Regions from separate parts of the Gossypium hirsutum genome. Here region 1 is linked to region 2. The links are chromatin contacts, called in public Hi-C maps. All regions are on one chromosome and are shown on one strand. The core of a region is the stretch at or near the end of the contact, and the rest is flanking DNA. Distances in the headings are between cores, read along the strand shown. Region 1 holds the start of LOC107962601. Region 2 holds the start of LOC107962595 (auxin-responsive protein IAA29).

Region 1 (4,749 bases), core at 1,374-3,873, 170 kb before region 2:
CCATTCTCCAAAGGCAAATAGGAACATGAGCTCTGGATGTTGGATATATCCTTTGTGATCAACACTTTCTCTATGTTAGCTCGGGTATATATTGCACACCACTTTATAGTTTCAAATAGCTAATTAATTTGTCTACAATGCATATATTTTTCCATCATTTATCTCCAGATCTTTTTACATTTAGAAACCTGCAACTCATTCTGCACATGCTGAGAAGGTAAAAATATTCCTTTTATGGTCCTCAATTGATCAAAAGTTATTTATACTAAAATTTTCTAAGTAATTAGACGTGTAATGAGAATTAAATCATCCAATTATTAGATATCAATCATGCTCATTTTATTTACAGTTCATTCTCTGCTGCATCCCAACAATGCAACTTGTCAGCACTTACATTTTACAACATCTATTAGAGAATAAAGATTGAAAGCAAGATTCACTAATACGATCAAAAGATCATTAATTTTGAAGGACAAGCTACAATAAAACTATTGTTTACAAACCTGGCCCATGTCTTCTATTATTAGATGAGGACCCTGGTTGCGTGCAAAATTGTTCATCTTCTGAGTTGCCTCCAAATGTTGCCTTACGCTTTCTCGTTGCTGCCCCCACATTATGACCTTCATTTTCCATAAAGCACTTTCTTGAAAAGGATTCAAAATGGTCATTAACAGTCCTCTCTGGAAAAAAGGGGATCTCTTTACTCTTTTGTCGAAAAACATCACTAAGTTTGCCCCCATCTTGAGTGTTGCTGGGACCAACATCTGTGGTTTCACAAAGTGACTTCTTTTCTACTTGCATATAAGGGTCAGAAAATAGACCCAACCGCAAGGACAAATCACATTCTTTTCCAAGCAACTTCTCATCAGCGTGTCTGATATCTTGCTGCCCAATTTGCTTACCACCAATATCAACATTGGAAGAGGAAAAGAAATTCTGCAAGGAACCCATTTCTGCTGGCTCTAAAACGGATGTACCAATAGGTCTCCCAACTATTATCGTATCAGACACTAGATTTTCCTGCACTGGAGAACCTGTTTGGGACTCTGCATTTTGATAGTGAATTCCATAATAAAGGGGGTAAACTTGACCAGAGTTCGATGGAGTGTTAGTTTCCATCCTCATCAATTGGTCATGGCCAGATGGGCAATTTTGAGGTAGAAATGGATAATTATGACGGTTAGCTTGTGAAACCGAAGTGTTCGAATTCACATTGGTTGCTATTCTTGCAAGCTGACTACCAGACTGAACCTGGGATAACTGAGGATACCTATCCTCACTGCCGTTATCCAAAATCCTAGGAGTTGCAGGAACAGTTTCGGGTGCTCTTGGCGTAAGGTAAGTCCTAGGATTACTGTGTCGTTGGCTCCTTGAAGCTCTCACTGGATAGCACCCCAGGTTAAGGGCCGCTAAAACAACACATGTGCTACAATCTATCAGTCCAAATTGTTCTTGAAATAACTTTCAAATTGAAAGCTTCATTAAGTTGTAGCTAATGTAGATTAAAGAAAAACGAGAAAAAACCACAAACATAACAATAAACTCGAAACCAAGAATTTACCACAGAAGAACATGAAAAGAAATCTACAGTACCTTCAACACAAGGTGGCAAAAGCTCTCCTGTTTCAGTGCTCTCATCTCGACGGATAATCGTGTTGATGGCATCATTAGCACGGTCCCATAAGGTTTCCGGGTTGGTGTATTCAGCCTAAAAACCCAATACGAGGGGGAAAAATTGAGTCCAAAGAAGTAGATACAAAATAAAAAGATCCACAATTTTGAAAGAAGAAAAGAACCTCAGAATTGGCTTTGGAATACATAATCTCCTCGGCTTTGACGATGACAGTAATAATTTTAACTTGCCATTCCTTATTCTTTTTAGTAGCTGTGCTATGAGTTTCAATAGCTAGCCTAAAATCAAACACATGGTGGGCAAGGAATTAAACCCCCCTCCCCCCAAAAGGTAGAAATAATGCTGCTTAAAATGTAACAAAATTAAGGAAAACAAAGAAGACCCAGAACCTTAAAATCTGCTGAATGATGGAACCTCTCATGGGTTGGTGTCTTTCGCTATGCCAAGCTCTTCTTACACACTCGTAAGGTCTAGGGCCTGGTCTCGGCATCTTTGATCTTTCTTCTTCAATGGAAGACAAAATCTAGAGACAGAGGAGGAAAGAAGGAAAGGGAAGAGATATTTGAGGCTAACCGAGAGGAAAGTAGGTAAATAAAAGGAGTGAGACGGTAGTGTTATTACATGGGGTTTGATGGAGATTAGTCAATTTGTTTATGATATCTTTTGGTGTTTCTTCTTTTTTCTTGAATTCCCAGTCTGCAAACCAAGAGAGAGATCAGAGCTGGATGGGGCTTTTCCTTTCTTTTTTTCTCTTTCTTTTGGGTAGGGAGCAGTACAACATCCAACAGGAGTGAAAGAAACGGCTCATGCCTTTGTTTATGCCCCCCAATAATTTAACACTTAACCATTGTTTTCACTTCACAGTCAGTTTTTTGGTCATTTTTATTGATAATAATATGGGTTTTGGGGGTTGGGAATCCAAATCAGACAAAACAACAAAAGTATTCAAGTCACCATTAAAATCTCCCTGGCAATTGCCTGCCTTTGCCCCCATCTTCAACCCCCCTCGCCTGCCTATGCTATTAGTATTGGCACATTAACTCCTTAATCTCTGCTCTGCTTGTATTAACAAGAGAGTTGTTATACCACCACCAATGACAATACAGGCATAACAGAAAGCTACCTGATATACATACTCCACCCGCTATAGATTGGGAGATCACTAGAAGTCTTACTTCCCGATTTAGTCATCCAAGTAGGCAGAAAGTAGTTATTTAAGGAGGCTAATTACCTACCTCAAAATGTAGCCACCACCTTCTCCTCCACATTTGGACTTCTATTAAGAGCATGATCTTTTTAGTCACTAAATTCATGTGAGTTTAACTGCTCCGTACATTAAACAAAAAGGACTGACATAGCACGTTTCATCACAAATATTCTCGTCACATTGAAGACATTAGCTCTAGCTCCATGTTTCTTATAATAATGATCTGATTGCGAATCCATCATGTTAATGTTACCCAACACAGGACCTCGCTGATAACTAACCCCCAAGATGATGATGATGAAGAGATCAACTCTCCATCACACTTGCCTACACTTTGTCAATTTATTCCCAACATTCACTTCCACCATCTTCACTTTTCTACTCTCCGACTCTTTGCCTTGACAGAGCAAACTAGCCTACGATAGCACCACCACATCCTCTTCCATCTCTCCTTATTGATCCCACACATCAACAAGAGTATTAATTCCATAATAAATTCTATTAATATTTAATTTCACTCCGAGCAAGATAAACTAAATGTAATTACACATCAAATAAAAATAAAATATTTCAATATTAAAGTACATCAAATGTCACATCAAATGCTTTCAATAAATAGATAAGATATATTAATTATTTTTACATCATGGTTTGTGTTGATTTATAATCATATATTTAAATGATGAAGAAAATATTAACTTATGTATATATATATATGTCATTTTCTATTACTTTGAATTGCTACATGGTTTTGTTTTCATTTGCATTAATTAAATTCTCATAAAAATGCTGATAGTATTGGCTTTCAACTTTAGATGTCATTGACTATTGGATCCACCAAATATTTAATTGTAATTGAGATTATCTGTCGAGATTTTAAGGTTTGAAGATGAATATTTATGTAAGAGTTAATGAGGGGATAAGGGGGTAGATGAGATGGATGGACAGGCATTGTTGGGTCCAATATAAGTAAACATTGAATCAAAGCCTAACAAATGGTTTGAAGTAGAAGAGAGGGTTAATGAGGGCAGTGAAATGGGGGGAGGTAAAATTCACCATTTATTTATTTATTAGTGAGAAGGGCCTAACATTACAATGCTTTTTATCATATGTCACTGACATTTTGGTAACCCACTAAATAGCAGTTATGTCTACTTTCCACTATTTGGAATTGCTGTGCAAAAGTGATACACTACTTCCCCCTTTTCTGTACTTTAGGACAAAAAACCCTTTGTTTTTGCTTCCTCTTTATCAATTATCAATACTCTCTCCATCAACCCAAACCCCTCCCTAGTGTCCAGAATACCATAACCAAATTTATTACAATCAAATCTAATTTTCTTTTTATTTTAATTTACAATTAATTTATATTAACAAGTTTTAGGCTAACAATAAAACTGATTATACTCCTAAAGAGAAAATATGAGTTCAAATTTTTAAAATAATATTGTTAAAAAAAATAAATAACGTGAATATTTCATATTTACTTTCAAAATGGATTTGAAATAAACCATTATTAAATCTAATAAAAATATTTCATTAAATATTCACATCATAACGTGAATGAAATCACGAGGGCTGTTGACAAAAATCTTATTACTCTCCAAAAGAAATTACAATTGATAAAATCTTAAACCCAAAAGATATTATTGCATTTTTTTTTTGCCTTTCCTCCCTAAAAGTTACTAATAATTAAAATAAATTTCCCATTTATATCTTTAAAAAAATATGTAATTGAGAATCAAATAGACGAAATATGCAACTCTTAATGACTAAATATATTATTATTTAATTAAGAATTATCATGTCATCATTTCAATTTAACAATAATGATTAACATAGAATTGATAGAATTGAAAATTAATAGTGAAAACAGAAACACGTATTTCAAGAAATAGAATAAAAATTC
Region 2 (4,106 bases), core at 1,404-3,903:
TTCTTTACCACTCAAACTAACAAGCTCATTCTGATATAAGTTTACAAACAATACTACATAAGCCCACCCCACAAGGATAAGGTTTGGATAAAAAACAATAGAATTTGTCAAATGTGAGACTTGAACCCAAGACATCATACACACACCCAGAACACTTAACCACAGAAGCAAATACATATTTGTCAAAATTTGCAGAAACAAAGTTAAAAAATTTAGAACGTTACAAAATTTCTTTCTCTCATTTACTAGTTCGACTAAGGAAATTGAAGAGAGGAATTATGGCTTTCTAATTCTCTCTCCCATTAATATATGAATAGAGAAAGGATTGTATGAAATAGGGATATTATCTCTTTTCAATAGTTTAATGCCATACCAGTAATTTCATCCGAAATTAATAGAGTTTTATTTAGATTTGATTTTTTTCAGAACAAAAATCCTAAAATTCATGATGAAAATGTTGATGTGGCATTAAACTATTATGGATATTATCCCTTTCCAATAGTTTAATAGGGATATCAATAATTTCATCCTAAATTTCAAGATTTTTATTTAGATTTGATTTTTTTCAGGACGAAAATCTTGATATGACATTAAACTATTGGAAAAGAGATAGAGATGATGTGGCGACACTATTTCATACAATCCTTTCCCAGATAGAGAATGGATTGTACGAAGTAGGGACACCACATCATCATGTATCCCTTTCCAATCATTTAATGACATTTCAACATGTCATTGATACATAATTTTGGTAATTTTTTTAACCCGAACTCAAAACCTTAAACTCAAACCCTAAACCCAAAACTCGAACCCAAACCTTGAATCATGAATCCTAAACCTCGAACCCCTAAACACTAAACTATGAATCCTAAACTTGGCCTTTTGATTTAGGGTTCAAGGTTTAAAATTTAAGGTTCAGGTTCAAGTTTAAGGTTTAAGATTTTGAGTTTAGGATTTAGGGTTTGGGTTTAGGATTCAAGCTTCAAGATTCGGGTTCAAGATTTAAGGTTCGGATTAAAAAATTGCTAAAAATATACATCAATGACATGAAAAACATTGTTAAAATATCATTAAATAATTAAAAAGGGATATAAGATGGCATGACATCCCTATTTTTTACAATCTTTTATCTTGAATTTATAATTAAAATGGATGATAATTAAAAAAATAAAATAAAATAACGAAATGTAGTAGTAATTTCTTTGACATAAATGCAGAACCAAGAACTAAAATAATAGAATAAAAGTTAAGTTATCTCGTTCTGACAACATGGTGAAAGAAAAGGTTTATGTAAACATATATATTGATAGAAAATTTACTAGTTTTCTTATCTTTTTGGGGTTTGATCTTTGCTCTCTCAATATATTTTTAGTTATTTATTTAAAGTATTTATTCAAGTAAATTGATGCTGAATGGCATTAACCCCATTACCAGCTTTAGGGTTTTTGTTTTTTTTTTCATTTGAGAAATAAAAATGCAAAGAAAAAAATAAAATAGACATCATTTTATTTGACTATTACTGTACATTAACTGTAACAAAGTAAATTACTATATATACATACGGTCGTTCAAAAGGCCTCGAGGATTCTTTTAGGATCCAAAATTAAGGAAGCAGAAACATGGCGGATGATTTTTTATAATTTGACGTGGAACCCAATTGGTACCCTCTGCTTCTAATTAATTTCAGGCATTTTAATGAACGAACGAAGGTCCTGAAACAACAATTTTTTCCCATCATTTTCTATCTAATCAAACAGGAGGAAAGTATCTCAGAGATGAAAGGCCGGGAAAAGGAAAAAAACAATTACCTCCAGGGAACATCTTCAGCAATCAACCAGTCACCTTCTTTGTCCTGATAAGTCAGTTTAAAGCTCCTCCGGTTCTCATCAACTGATCCAAAAATGAAGGGAAAGTGGGAAACTAACAGTTCAATTCATGAAATTAAGCAAGATTTTTCCATTTTGGGTTCTTACAGATATCAAACATTGTCATGAGTGTGGTTGTAAGCGTTTCAAAGGATTGATGGATGCTGATGTCAATTTTCCTGGCAATTACAACTCCTTCCATCTTTACCTTCACGTACGTGGAATTTGAAGCCCTACCCCCGCAGCACCCATTCTCCGCCGCTGTCATGTGGTTGTGAACTTGGCAGCGTAGCTTCTTCCTCCTCCAGGTTTTCACAGGCGGCCACCCCACTAGACCCTTTTCATAGTTCCTGTAAAAAAGAAAAAAAAAGATTTTAAACCCCATAAATGAACGAAAAATTCCCAAACAACAATACACAAGTATTTGCAAAGGGAATCACTTGAAACTGGCAGCGGAAAACTCGTCTTCGAGATATCCATGATCAAAGCCACGTTTTTGCTGTTAACATTAATGTCTTCATATAAACCCAGTTTTAGCAGAGGCCGGCTCCAAGTGTCGGAACCTGGAGGAGCGAGTCCCAGTTGGAGTTCCATGCACATTAACACAACTAAAAACAAAGATAGCCCTTTAAGTACAATAGAATAGAAATCTTAAAAACAAGGAAAGTGCAATTGCTATTATATATATATATGTATATGCTACGGCGTGAGAGAATCAAAGCGAAGACAACAAAAGAAAGAAGGAAATCTGGGTTACTTGGTATCAAAGTTGGGATATTAATTAACAGAAGATGAAATGGTAGCAGATATTGATGGGGGAACATTTAGCAGACAGAAGGTAAACATTTGGTGAAGTGGGTCCAAGCTTTGCTTCACTTTTAGCCGACCATTTGTTCCCTTCTGCTGCTTTCCTTTGATTCTTTCCATTGTTTTCTGCGTCTTTTCTAACTACAACGCTAATCCCTAAGATTTTACGCCCATCAAAACTGGGATTGTTTTTGACGGTGGAGAAGGGGACCAAAGATTTTGCAGGGAATCTATTTATGATTCAGATGTCTATTAAGTTAGGAAAATTGGAATTTTCATACACAACAAATTAATCACTTTAGTATGAAAGTAAATTAATTAAAAAAAACTTGGGTTCAACATCTTTAGTCCTTTTAATTTGCAATGTATACATATTTTAAACATTCTGGATAGAATTTCATATATAAGATCTACAGAGGCATTCTTTTATATTAGAGTATAGTACACTCTTAAATGGTGGAAAATTTTATATAATAAATTTACAAAAAAAAAAGGTTAAATTGACTTTTACTGTTTGTATCTCTCAATTATAAAAGTTTTTATTTTCATCACCAACATTATTGAAATTGAATTTTTTTTGTCACTCATCGATTAACTCAATAATAGAATGTTGATGTGACATTTTTAGATCTTAGCTATATGCAAAACAATCAAGAAGTACTATCTTTGCAGTATAATGTCTTTACTTGAATGAAACAATTCATATTACACTACGAATTGTTTTAACCTAAAATCTAGAGTTGCACTTAAGAAAAAAAGAAAAGTTTTGTAGTGATAAGTTCACTCACAATTTTAATGGAATAAATTCTCACATTCAACTCCAACCAAAGATCTACTTATAATGCACCAATAGGTGTTGATGCATGGGAATAAAAATAAACTTATGATAAATTAATCGAAGGCTTCAAGGTGTGTAACTATGTCATTTCTATTTGCCCCACCTATCTTTTGGTGTGCAAAAGAGTTGTCAAATTAACCTCAATGATACAATAAAGTTCAATTACTATCGATGTTTTGTGATGACGGAAACAACCCACTGAGCATTGAACAAAGCATAGCAAGAGAATCAATTTTTATAAAAAAATTTCTACAATAATTCTTTATAAAATTGTTTAGGGAGGACCGGCCCTTTCGGGGGACGTAGATCCGATCTCTCAACAACAGAAGGTATTGTCCCTCAAAGGAAGGTTTTGCCCCCTCTATGGAGAGTCGTGTACAGTTCATAGAGGGGGCACTTCAGCTCAAGTGGTACCATATACCCTAACAGGTGACCTAATTGAATAGGTTAGGGGTACGAATCCCACCAAGGGTGGACACTCACATTGCCTCTTCGTGAATGGTCATACGTTTACATATGGTCGAGGTGCCTCCTTTCGTGGAGGGGGAAAAACCCTTCCCCGAGGGGCAATACCTTCTATTGTTAACGGTCGAGTC

What was found. A called contact is a pair of places that touch in the nucleus more often than the background predicts.
Region 1: a Hi-C map of leaf shows a contact between it and region 2, with 2.9 times the contacts expected there. The contact joins the promoter of LOC107962601 here to the promoter of LOC107962595 in region 2. A contact is called at or near these places in 4 of 34 Hi-C or Micro-C datasets (hypocotyl, leaf and seedling).

What each region holds. Positions count from the first base shown.
Region 1 is chrA06:10,309,439-10,314,187 of Gossypium_hirsutum_v2.1, reverse strand. It overlaps LOC107962601, which reads right to left and starts at 2,623. Exons shown (of 5, transcript XM_016899049.2): 1 at 2,255-2,623; 2 at 2,023-2,156; 3 at 1,797-1,911; 4 at 1,594-1,708; 5 at 318-1,409. The coding sequence starts at 2,123. The coding sequence ends at 496.
Region 2 is chrA06:10,139,060-10,143,165 of Gossypium_hirsutum_v2.1, reverse strand. LOC107962595 (auxin-responsive protein IAA29) reads right to left here and starts at 2,653. Exons shown (of 4, transcript XM_016899043.2): 1 at 2,306-2,653; 2 at 1,974-2,215; 3 at 1,809-1,890; 4 at 1,488-1,712. The coding sequence starts at 2,133. The coding sequence ends at 1,604.